Linked DNA regions of Sus scrofa: region 1 is linked to region 2. The links are chromatin contacts, called in public HiChIP or PLAC-seq maps. All regions are on one chromosome and are shown on one strand. The core of a region is the stretch at or near the end of the contact, and the rest is flanking DNA. Distances in the headings are between cores, read along the strand shown. Region 1 overlaps RASA2 (ras GTPase-activating protein 2). Region 2 overlaps RASA2 (ras GTPase-activating protein 2).

Region 1 (6,694 bases), core at 912-3,411, 61 kb before region 2:
CACATTTCAACCAGTTGAAACCAAACTGTCAGACAGTTATTTTATCTTTCACAGCAAATTTGACTTATAGCCAATTAGTTCTGCAGCTAAAATGTTTGTGGCAGAAATATCTATAGCAAAGATGCTCATGGCAAAGACACTAAATGGCCTAAGTACCAGACACATAATCTTACATGCTTAAAAATAAGAGAGTTAGCACTGTCATATACCTATCTAAAATAAGAAAGCAGAATACTGCAGTAGATTTTACTTAAAAGCACAGAAAGTACATAATTATCTTAATCTAAAAGAAAGCACTTAAGTTTCTTAGTTTCAAAGTCTAGGCTTTATTTCAACCTATAGCAATAAGGATTATACAGTTACTTTTTTGAATTTGAGAAAAGAAACCAACACAAGACTACAGTTTCTTTCTCAATTAAAACCAGTTAATATGTAAAAACTGGTGATTTAGACAAATACATTACCTGATCATTCCAAACATGTGATTAATACATCCTTTAGATGAACACACTGTTAACACCACACCTATACATGCATTTACAAAACTTTCCCCCTCCCAAAAAGCATAGATATTTAAGACCTAGGAAATAACGCAAACTTCAAACACATGCACCTGTTGAATTATCTTACAAGACTTCTTACCTCACTGAAATTTCTGTTAGACAGCAGATATGTTAAGAAGAATAAAAAAATTATTTCTAAATTGGCTAATATATACTTTTCTATATATACTTTGCATCCATTATGCTATGATTTCGAAATTTAAGAGCAATTAAATTTGGGGAAAACTGAAAATATAATAGGTGGAAGTTAGATCATTTGTGGTTTTTTATGTTTTGTTTTTTTTCTCTTTGGGGCCACACCTGAGGCATATGGAAGTTCCCAGGCGTGGAATAGGAGCTGTAGCTGCCAGAGTATGCCACAGCCACAGCAATGGCAGATCTGAGCCGCATCTGCAACCTATGCCATGGCTTGCAGCAATGCCGGACCCTTAACCCATGGAGCTAATCCAATCAAACCTTCATCTTCATGGATACTAGTCAGGTTTTTAACCTGCTGAGCCACAATGGGAACTCCTGGTCATTTTGTTTTTAAAATAAATACACCTTGACTATTTCTGCAAAGAAATCAGAATTTGAAGATAATCTGGATTTAAAATTAGATGCATGTTCCTCTAAGTTTGTTTTTTTCCCTTGTAAGTTTCATTGATCAACTTGCTAAAAAGAATTCTGTTATGCTTGATTCACCTTTTTCAGTTAAATTTAGGATTTTCTTTTGGCACAGAAAAATTTAATTCTGTAAAACCCCAAAACACATACCTAATCTCCAGCTTTTCAATGTCCTCCTCTTCTACCTGGAACTGGGACTTTCTGGTATAACTACTGGATCTTGTTACCTATAAACAAAATATTTTAATATAAGAATTTTAAAATACCTTTTCACTACCTGAACTTTACAAAACTACCAGTCCTAAAAGGTTCAACAGCGTTTATTAAAAACAAAGGAAAATGCCTAAGTAATATTTTACTCAAAAGCTAAATACAAGAATAGCTATGGAAGTAGCAGAGAGGTAAGGTGGTGTAAAACTATCAAAATCAATCTTGCCTCCATACCCTTCCTTATCAGTTTGATACACAGCAACACTGGGTTCTCTGGCTTGCATGTAATCTGTCGGTGACTCAGAGTAAAAGCATTCTATTTCAGTGAAGACTTTCCCACATTTCTTAAGATGCCAATGCCACCCTCACACTTCCTTCTCACATTTTTACCGAAAGTATCAAGGCCACCGCAGGAACTTCCTCAACTACTGTCCACCTGAGCACGTCTGTTCTCACCTAGCCCTGTCGTTACTTGATGAGTTTTCTCATCCTCTTCTGAACAAGAGCATGAGATGATCCTCCTCTTTTCTAAGACTGCTCCACCCACACACAGGATGCAGTAAGCATACAGTAAGCATTCAATCTATTTTAATTACAGCTTTCTTTACCAGACTGTTCACCTCACTCGAGTCTGAGAAAAATTCTCCCCTTAAATTACGGTCTTCCTATCTCTTTCCTTTCACAGACAAATATCTCAAAACTGTTATCCATCCTTACAGCCTCCACTTCCTCACCACCCACTCACTACAGAAACTCCTTACAATCTGGCTTCCTCACACATCACCCTCCTAAAACCCTCTCTTAATCACCAAGTCTGATGATGAATTCTTAGTTCTCACCTTCCTTGACCCCTTTATCTGAATGAGTGACCATAGAGTCATACTCCCTTTTCCCCAAGATACCCTTTTCCTGCGTTTACAGAGGCACTATCCTGGCTACTTCCGCTCCCTTTGCTTCTTTCTCTGGTACCTCTTCTTCCTCGAAACTTAGAGATATGGGTGTTCTCCAGGTTTTATCTTTCATTTTGCTCTAAGAGCTGCACAGTGCTGTGCAGTTTACAAAGTGCTTTCACGTCCATTATCTCCTGTGTTCATCAGAACACTGCTCTGAAGCAGGCAGGGCTAGATTTATTACCCTCATCTTGAAAATGAGGAAGCTAAAGTACAGAAATTAAGAGACATACTCAAAGCTGAATACTTAATATGTGGCAAAACTGAGCTTCTTTACTTTTCTTCTTTATTATATACCTCTGCTCCCTGGCTTTTTCTTGACTCTCTGCAAGCAATTCTTGATTCTTTATCTATAACCATCACGCATCCTAGTTATGAACTTCCTATGGGAAGACTTTACATGTCAAACCTCAAGCTCATTATGCCCCAAACTGAACCACTTATGTTTTCCTTCTTAACTTTTCTATTTTTCCAGATTTGAAATCATGAGAACATTTGACTTCTTTTACCTTTTCTGCTATAACTGATTTGTTACCTTGCCATTTGCAGTTTCTTTCTCATTCGTTTCTTCCTATTTCCATATTATTCTCTTAGATCAGACCCCTGCCTCCCTCTTGCTTTTTCCTTTCTTTTTACCCCCCTTTTTACAGCCATACTTGTGGCATATGGACGTTCCCAGGCTAGGAGTCAAATTGGAGCTGCAGCTGCCGGCCTACACTACAGCCACAGCAACAATGGATCCCAGCTGAGTTTGCAACCTACCACAGCTCACGGCAACGTCAGATCCTTAACCCACCAAGTGAAGCCAGGGATCAAACCTGAGTCCTCATGGATACTAGTCAGGTTTGTTACCGCTGAACCAAGACAGGAACTCCGCTTTTTCCTTTTTTTAAAAAACACCTAAACTACAATATTCTCTTGATCTCTGTTCTCTCTCTCTCAGCCATCTAGCCCACAGACCATGGTTAATTCTTCCCAAAACACTGCATTACTCTTATTACCTCCCAGCTAAAAAACATTCAGTGGGTAACATGGCACGTCAGCTTGGCTTTCAAGGCCTTTCATTAGTTGGTCCTACTTTATCTTTTCAAGCTCAGTTCCATCACTCCTTTTTAGTCAAATCACTACTTGCTACTCTTTGGACATAACTGCTTTTCCGACTCTATGTCTCTGCTCAAAATGTTCCTTCTCTAATACTCTTTCCTTTGGCTCCACTCAGCAGGAGCAGAGCTCTCCAAAATCTACTACTGCGTTTTTCTGCTGCATGTATGTATGCATGTGCATGCACTGGGTCTCTTGCTCTAGCTAGAGATCAGAGGTTGAACTTTATAATCAACTCAACAAAGGGCCCTTTGAATGAATGTTTCAAGGCCTAACAGGTATGCATGCATATAGCAAACAGGTCAGGCCTTGACTTTCAGAGGACCATCTGCTTGCTGCTGCAAGTTGTCCCTTTTCTGTTTTCTCCAGGTTAGATGTAACAGCCATTTTAAAATATAGAACAACTGAACTAAGTAAGTCCTTAGCCAGGAAATGGAAAGGTCTCACATTGGTACATTTTCCTTTGCTTTTCTTTCTCCCTTGCTTCCACCCCCAACAATTCTTCCTACTTCAATTTTGGCATTCTCAGCGGTGTTCCTTTATTAAATTACAGTAATCAGAAGTTCTGTTGTGCCACAGAGGAAACAAATCCAAATAGGATTCATAAGGATGTAGGTTCGATCCCTGGCCTCACTGAGTGGGTCATGGATCCGGCTTTGCTGTGAGTTGTGGTACTGGTCGCATATGCAGCTTGGATCCCACATTGCCATGGCTGTGATGCAGGCTGGCAGCTGTAGCTCCAATTTGACCCCTAGCCTGGGAACTGCCACTGCCATATGCCACAGATAGGGCCCTAAAAAGCAAAAAAAAAAAAAAAAAAAGCGCAGTAATCAGGCATGGCTAGATGCACCCTCACTCTCTTCACTTTGAAATATAAAGAAAAACACACAAGGAAAAACACGAAACGTAACTTTTTCAAATCTTCCCTACATGTCAAATCTCAAATGCAACATATTCTATGGTTAGAACACAATCTAGAATACAGCACTTGATTATTTTTGTTTTTTTCCTGTAGTTTTCAAATAATATGAAAAAGGATTTCTTTAACAAATGTTCCACATAAAGAACTCAAAAACCCTATATCTGGAGCAACTTCAAGGCAGCTCAAGTTCTCTATGAAAACAAGCATGTGTCCATCAAGCAATTTATCTAAAAAGAACTTAATAGTAAGGCCTTAATCATACAGTACTTTATAGTCTCAAAGAACCGTCACATTTGAACCTCATTAAAACTCTATGAGTTAGGAAGGACTGCTACTGTTTTCTCTTACAAAATTTTCCTTTCACAGGATGAGAAATTTGAGTCTCCTATGTAGTGATTTGTTCAAACACAACTGGGACTAGAGCTCAGATCTACCAAGTGATAATGTACTTATTTCACTAGCGGTTTTCAAAGAGTATTGTGCAGAAGAGTCCTAGTGTCACTGCACATGCAGACAGGCTGGATCAGATGAGAGTGTATGTGAAAGGGTGTGATACTGATGATGAGTGAAGAGTGGATGTGGTCCTAGACCTCTCCATCCTGAAATCAATCAGAGCTCTGCCATTGTTTTATGCACTAGGCCTCCGCTGTCTTAAACCATGATTCTATTGCTTTCGGGAAAGAGATGCTTAGTTGCATTAGATGATAAAATTATGACCATGGCCCAAATTTGAAAAAATAAGTAAATCAGCATTCAATATTCAATATTTCATGTTAACATTTAAATAAAACAAAAAGTTACCTCAAAATAAAAGATTTCATTAAACTGCGGGTTGCTTGTTTTCTTCTTTACTTTTGTCTTCTTTTGGTCATTCCTGTTCCAATGTGGTAGAGTTTTACCTTGTAGAACTTAATAGTACACAATTATAAAACATGCTATTTCCAACCAGGGAGCTGACCTCTGTTTAACTGTTAAGACGACTCAGGGAAGACTGTAGCTTTCAATATTACTTGAGGAAAAAAATAACCTGAGTGCTCTAAACACTTAAACCAAAGAATACAAGTTTTGTATATCTGATGTATGCCAAGATTTTATTATTCTTGCCACAGCTATACTGCCAAGTTTACTTCAAGGGTTTTTAAATAACACATTCCATTACATAAGCAACTTAAAATAAATGGTAAAAGGAAGACAATGAAATTCAGAGTACCTTTATCTATGCTGAAAAATGCCCAAGGAACACGAAAAGCATTCTTAACTCAGTTTACTTCTTGGGATTCGGCTATAATGTGGCTTTTTAAAAACAACTTTTTATTTTGAAATAATTGCAGATTCAGAGGAGGATGCAAAGAAATGTACAGGGAAGTCCCATGTAGCCCTTCCTCAGCCTCCCCCAATGATAACATCCTATACCACACAGTACAATATCAAAACCAATGGTGACTTTTTAAAAACTAATTCATATGCCAGATAGTTTCTATCTGTACATTACTAAATAATTACACTAAAGAATTTGTCAGGTACAGCTTATATACAAGAACAAAAACCAAAAACAGCTCCACTGGATTAAACACTTTTAACATACAAAACTAAATCCATCTGACAGCATGTTATAGGACTGAGTATCTGCTTTTAAATTTAAAATCATCTATAATAATAATAGACACTATTGTTTGAGAACCTAGTAAGTATCAGGCATGGTGCTAGTACTTTACATAAACAGGGGAGACAAAAACATTTTTCAAAGTGACTTACTGGTGATTTTCTACAAAATAAGAATACATAGAGAGGTTGGGGTTGGGAAGAAGCAGTGTCTGTGTGTGTGTATTTCTGTAGAGGGAACATTATACTCATTGTTTCCTGATTCTAAACCTTCAAGTTGTAGACCAATTTCAGACTAGTCAGACTCTGAAAGAAACTATAATGAAATTATAAAATAGAAAATACTACAAAGTACTATAGATTTTCCATAAATTATCATAAATAATTTAAATCAAAAGATACAGAGTACTTCACCATGTTCTGGTACTTTAGCAGTTTATCTACAGCTTGGAAATCTCTCTGTAGAACACAGATGTCATGAGCAGAAAAGGTATTTTTAGTCCTGAGCTGCTTTCCAGATAAAAATATGGAAACTTCCTTGCTATTGTAAACTAGCATTTATTAAAACAGGATCTTACCTACAATAAAATCTAAGACATTTGAAAGTAGGAAGGCTGATGATGAATGAAGAAGGTCAAGTTTATGTTTTAAAGTAAACTTTAATTATTATAAAACTGAGGCTGCTCCCCACAGCCTAAAAGTATGGCAAATTTGAAATGGCACTCATTTTCTTTTATAAA
Region 2 (6,502 bases), core at 2,688-5,187:
TTTTTTTTCTTTAAATACAGCGATCAGAGAGAGGAATAACATTCCAGGAGTAAGGCACAACATGAAGAGGTCTGAGAGGTAGAAACAAGAAGAGCATCTTCAAGAAGGCTAAGGCATAGAGAGATGAAAGAGGAACAAGAAGAGATAAGACTGTAAAGGAAAGGCAGCTTCAGAAAGTATCTGGAATGCCAAGCTAAGGAGTTTTAACTTTATTCAGTAAGCATCAAGGGTCACTGAAAGTTTCTGTGTGGTCAAAACTATGCTACAGGAAAATTACTGACAGCTACAGGGCCTACACTAAGGAAATGAAAAGGCAATGGGGAAGGGAGCGTGATGTGATGGACTGGGAGTCTGAGGTTAGTAGACAGCAAACTATCACATTTGGAGTGGATAAGCAATGCAGTCCTGCTATATGGCACAAAGAACTATATCCAGTCACTTGCGATGGAACATGATGGAGGATAATGTGAGAAAAAGAATGTATATATGTGTACAACTGGGTCATTTTGCTGTGCAGCAGAAACTGACAGAACATTTACTGAGCCACTGCATTGATAATGCCAGATCCTTAACCTGCTGAGCCACATGAGAACTAATATTTCTTAAATTTTTACTGAAATATAGTTGATTTACAGTGTTGTGTTAATCTCAGGTATACAATAAAGTGATTCGGTTATACATACACACATATACACACACACACACACACGTTTTAAAATTATCTTCCATTATAGGTTATTATAAGATATTGAGTAGAGTTCCCTGTGCTATACAGTAGGTCTCTGTTGGTTATCCATTTTATATATAGTAGTGTGTTTATTTTAATCCCAAACTCATCATTTATTCCTCTCCCTCAGTTTAATTTTAATTTCTGCTATAGGATAAAAGACGCACATATTTCTGAAAAACATACAGTACTGATGTAGTAAACCAAGTTGAACAAATTCACTTTGGAGATAGATCTGAGTTTCAACACAAGTTTTGTACTTAATGATCTGCATGTCCTTAGTCTTAACCAACTGCTTGCATAAAAAGAAGTAATTATAATACTTCAGGGACTACTATGAGAATTAACTGAGGTAAAGCACTTACCACAATGCCTAGAACAGAGTAACCACTCAGTAAATGGTAACTAGTAGCACCCTTCCTTGGTTAGGGATTGCTAAAAATTAGCATCTGTCCACAAATTCCTTCACCCTAGCCATTAGGTCCTGACCAAAAATAATCTGTAGTTTAACAACTGGATACATCGGAGGAGCTCATTTTTTCCTAAATGAGACTTTTTAAAATTTCTATTAGAGGAAAACGTATGGAAAACCACCTCCTTTTCTATACCTTATGCTCCACATCTCTGAAACGAAGGGTTTTAGAGAACTATTTCAAATTGGGGGTTTACAAACTAGGAGTCAGCTAGTCAAAGACTTACTTTGTTTGGATTGCATAATATTAGAAAAAATGTAGCCAACACCTATAAACGGGGAGAGTTAATAATAAATATTTCTGGTTTCTCTTTTAAGAATCCAAGACCTAGAAGTTCCCTTGTGGCGCTGGGTTAAGGATCGAGCATTGTCCCTGCAGCAGCTGGGGTCACTACTACGGTGCAGGTTCGATCCCTGGCCTGGGAACTTCCACTGGCCATGGGTGTGGCCAAAAATACATAAGTAATCAAAGATCTGGTAACATGGTTCTGAGTAGAAACTGCAGACAGCATCTTCTTTTTAAATCCTAACAACCTCCATACCTGGCTTTACTTCACTATGCCTGGTCTCTGTAGATTGGAGTTTGCAACCCCTTAATGAGTTAATCTTCTAGGTTCCCATAGCTTTAAGACCCTGAGAGATAACACATGAAATTTTTTTTTTTTTTTTTGACCACCCCATGGCATATGTTGTTCCCAGGACAGGGATCAGATGTGAGACGCGTTTGCAACCTAAACCGCAGCTGCAGCAATGCTGGATACTTAATTCACTCTGTTCGTCCAAGGATTGAACCTGTGTCCCAGCGCTTCCAAGACACTGCTGATCCCACTGCACCACCAGCAGGAACCCAACACATGACATTTTTTGAAAAGGCACATGGCAACACTGATTTCAATTGTTTTTAGATAGTGCTACCTATGGCCAGTTTGATAAATACTATAAAAACCAGATATACATTTATATGAAGTAAATTGTTTATCAAGAAAACTATGGACATATACTTTACCGATTATCACCACTGCTTATGTTACAGCCCATACTTAACTGAGTACACAGTGTACCAGGCAGTGTACCAAGTCATCCAATCTTTCTACAACCACTCTGTAAGATCAGAGTAACTACTATTATCAAATTATACAAAAGGAAACTGAGGTTCAGAGAGATTAGATGATTACTAGAAAAGTAGCAGAAAATCATGCTTTCAACATGCAAATTTTCACTTATCATTCAATCAATTTCTATATACCTAATATAATAAATACTCTGTACAGAATAAAGAAATCTTACAGAAGATAAGAGCACTCTCTTGCTCATTTATCTTTAAAATTCTCAGTAGAGAAAGGGAGAGAAAAACTGTCACAATCACACATGACCTTCCAAAGAGTTTCATATTCACCCTCTTCAGAATTATGTTAGATTGCTCCAAGGGTACAGTTGCAAAAAAAGGAGTGGGGGTGCCTACGAACTGTTGAAGAGAAAAAAGTTATGCAGCTGTTATTTCCTTCTTTAGTAGTCACCCTGAAAGCACCACTGGAAAACTAACTATACATTTGTGATGTTATTCAAGCGGAGAACAAGTCACCAATAAGCATATGGTGACTGCTGGAATACTCACTAACTAGGAAGTACGGTTTTCCAATGCATAAATTAACATGATCAGATAAGTGGACTGTCAAGCAACTTTTCTCACTCCCAGTAAATGATAAATTATCTTTAAAAAATAAAATCCGAGGAGTTCCTATTGTGACTCAGCAGTAATGAACCTGACTGGTATCCATGAGGATGCAGGTTCAATCCCTGGCCCTGCTAAGTGTGTTAAGAATCCGGTATTGCCGTGAGTTGTGGTGTGGGCTGCAGATGCAGCTTGCATCTGGTCTTGTGGCTGTGGCACAGGCTGGCAGCTATAGCTCTGATTTGATCCCTAGCCTGGGAACTTTCATATGCCACAGATGCGGCCCTGAAAAAAAAATATATATATATATATAATATATATATATATATATAATCTGAGATTATATATATATATATTATATATATATAATCTGAGATTCTATAATCCCACTCAACTGGTAATCTTAAAAAATCAACATATTACATAATTCCTATCAGAAATCTGGTTCTACCTAAGAAGAAGCACTATGATATTAACCTGGTACCTGGAGGTTAATATCATATGGGGAATAAAGTTTCACTAACTCCATCATGGAAATAAGGTAATGTGCAATCATCAGTAAAACAAAAACTAGGTAACAGCACTGAGCAAGCACTTGAGCACACAAACGACTCCAGAAATCCAGCACAGTTTAGGTGGTCAGCCTGGACTCAGTGAGCAAAGCACAGTTTTGTAGTTTTAAAACCTGAAAAATACATAAGTAAAATTCTTGACAAGACAAAAAGTCAAGGTTAAAGCATGAATTCCACAGCAACTGCTCAAAAAAGCCCTACTAGCTAAGATGCTGCTCTTCAATGGGAAAGTCTACAGAATATAATTAGCGGCCAATCGTTTTTACCGAAGTCATGTGCATTATAATTATCATACAGTTATCTATATTCTATCATATTAATCACCTCTGACTGAAGCTTAGTCCAGAACAAGAAGTTAGGAAACTACTGCACATGAAAAGGCAAGTTTCGCAAGGTATTGCCAGGAAATGTCCATGGGTTATAGAGAGACGTCACCAAGTTGCAGGCAGGATCTTTCTGTGGTTTGCCTTGCCCACTTCTGGTTTCAGTTTTGAACGTGTACTGATCCCTAAGCTCCCCACAGCCCCATTCTCAAGTAGCAAACCAAACTCTGAAGCACATATGGTAGAAATCTCTCAAGGATAGGCCAATAGTTTCTATAGCTTAAAGGCTCCTAAGCTGACCAAGAGAGCAAGCGAATGAAAGGCCCAAAGCCAGGCAGTGGCAGAACTAAGGGCTACATGGACAGGCCATTTACGGGATAAGGCTGCAATTTCTGGTAACAGCATCCAGGAAGCCCAAATAGGACTCATTATGATCTAGTGCTTCGCCACCCCCTCAAAAAAGTGCCACCTGGATATAAAGAAGTTACATCCACACAGGTGAATACAAGTATACGCATATGTGTGTCCTAACAGCAACACTAACATGCACAGGCAAACCCACATGAGTATAGTCAAGCAGAGAGAAGGGCAAAAATTTTGTGAATCCCCAAAACAGTACTAAATTTTTACAGTATTCCAACATTCTAATTTTATTGAATATCCATTATATTAACCCATGACCAATTTACGGATAACTATCAACAACAGAAATGTACTGGAGTTCCCGTCGTGGTGCAGTGGTTAACGAATCCGACTAGGAACCATGAGGTTGCAGATTCGATCCCTGGCCTTGCTCAGTAGGTTAAGGATCAGGCATTGGCATGAGCTGTGGTGTAGGTTGCAGATGTGGCTAGGATCCCACGTTGCTTTGGCTCTGGCGTAGGCCGGTGGCTACAGCTCCCATCAGAACCCTAGGCCTGGGAACCTCCATATGCCGTGGGAGCGGCCCTAGAAAAGGCAAAAAGACAAAAAAAAAAAAAAAAAAAAAAAGAAATGTACTGATCACTTCTTCCCATATATCATACGATGAGCAACTTGGTGGAAAAGAAGACATGGATTTTGATATCTTAAAGACCCTCTGAACACCTGCCTCTGCCCTTTTCAATCCAGAGCAAATAACCTTTCTGTCTGCTTCTTTCCTAAAACAGGAATGACAACAAACTTCTTCATGAAATGGGATGAAATGAAATAATTTACAAAGTATCCTAACACAGTATCTGGAAAAGAGTAAATAATAAATTTTAGCTCATCCCTCCATCCACCAAGAAAAAAATTTTTTTTCATTTTTAGCCACCTTGCAGCATATGGAGTTCCTGGGCCAGGGGTCAGATCCAAGCCTCAGGTGTGCCCTAAGCCACAACTGTGGCAATGCCAGATCCTTAACCCACTGTGCCGGGCAAGGGGTCGAACCTGTGTCCCAGCGCTCCTAAGATGCTGCTGATCCCGTTGTGCCATAGCAGGAATTCCAAGAAAATTTTTTAATAAAAATAAAACAGGGAGTTCCCATTGCAGCTCAGCAGTAACAAACCCAACTAGTATCCATGAGGACTCAAGTCTGATTCCTGGCTTTGCTCAGTGGGTTAAGGATCCAGCACTGCTGTGAGCTATGGTGTAGGTCACAGACACAGCTTGGATCCTGTATTGCTGTGGCTGTGGCATAGGCCAGCTACTGCAGCTCCAATTCAACCACCAGCCTGCAAACGTCCACATGTCGTGGGTACAGCCCTAAAAAGACAAAAAATTAAAAAAAGTAAAAAAGCCCAAATACAAAACAAAGAAGTTCTGTAACACGCAAATGGTACAATATTTTAAGGGATCAAAATTATTCTTTTTACTACATTCCTCTGAACCAAAACACTAACATTTTTAAAGGTCAACTTTCTGAATACAAATAGCTGGTGAAAAGAAGCAGAGCATATAGGAATTCGCTGTATTACTCTCATACTTTTATGTGTGTGAAGTTATATCAAAATTAAAAGTTACCTAAAAAATTGACAGAAAAGTTGACTTTATTTTTATGTGTACTCAAAATGTTACCAAACTCACCATTTGGTTACCTTATTTTTGTAGATAAAAGAATCCTCAACAGTCACAGAAAGAGAGGCTCTCACATCATAAGACTAATATTATGCCAAATTCATTTATACAAATAGTCATTTTTGATAACATAGCTTATACATAAATACACTCTCCAGAAAAGTTAATCATAAGGCTAATTCCCTTTGTCCATCTTGGACATAACCAATGTTGTTCATCCTTTCAAACCTTTTTCTGTGCTCCTTGCCATGTATACATAGAGAAAATGACATACATAACTACACATAGCACCGTAACAACTGACTTTTTTCTTTTCTTCTTCTTCTTCTTTTTTTTTTTTTTTTTTTTTTTGCTCTTTAGGGCTGCACGTGCATTCCCAGGCTAGGGGTCAAATTGGAGCTAGAGCTGCCAATCTACACCACAGTCACAGCAACATGGGATCCAAGCCACAGCTGCGATGTACACCACAGCTCACCAGAACACCGGATCCTTAACCCACTGAGCAAGGCCAGGGATCAAACCTGCATCCTTATGGATACTAGTCGGATTTGTTTCCACTGCACCACAAAAGGAACTCCCTGACTTCTGCTCAACAATACCTTTTAAGGTTCTTTCCCTTCATATTAGAGATACATTTCGTTCTTTTTAGCTGTTGTAGAACATGTGTATGAACATACTATTTAGCTATTATCCTACCAA

The links. HiChIP or PLAC-seq counts read pairs in DNA pulled down with a chosen protein or histone mark.
Region 1: a contact with region 2 is called in an H3K27ac HiChIP or PLAC-seq map of alveolar macrophages. The contact joins two enhancer-like sites. A contact is called at or near these places in 1 of 5 promoter capture datasets (fetal skeletal muscle), 1 of 47 Hi-C or Micro-C datasets (omental adipose tissue) and 1 of 2 datasets of contacts at active chromatin or transcription factors (alveolar macrophages).

The regions. Positions count from the first base shown.
Region 1 is chr13:82,299,113-82,305,806 of Sscrofa11.1, reverse strand. It overlaps RASA2 (ras GTPase-activating protein 2), which reads right to left. Exons shown (of 24, transcript XM_021069545.1): 7 at 5,154-5,226; 8 at 1,320-1,396. Among named protein-coding and RNA genes, the nearest start is that of RASA2, 72 kb to the right of the region's middle. Within about 2 kb of position 2,161, at least 3 of the 83 cell types and tissues checked have an H3K27ac peak or open chromatin away from gene starts, as enhancers often do. A contact at or near this core is called in alveolar macrophages, where this site is marked.
Region 2 is chr13:82,239,871-82,246,372 of Sscrofa11.1, reverse strand. All of the region lies in intron 1 of RASA2 (ras GTPase-activating protein 2), which reads right to left. Among named protein-coding and RNA genes, the nearest start is that of RASA2, 13 kb to the right of the region's middle. Within about 2 kb of position 3,937, at least 20 of the 83 cell types and tissues checked have an H3K27ac peak or open chromatin away from gene starts, as enhancers often do. A contact at or near this core is called in alveolar macrophages, where this site is marked.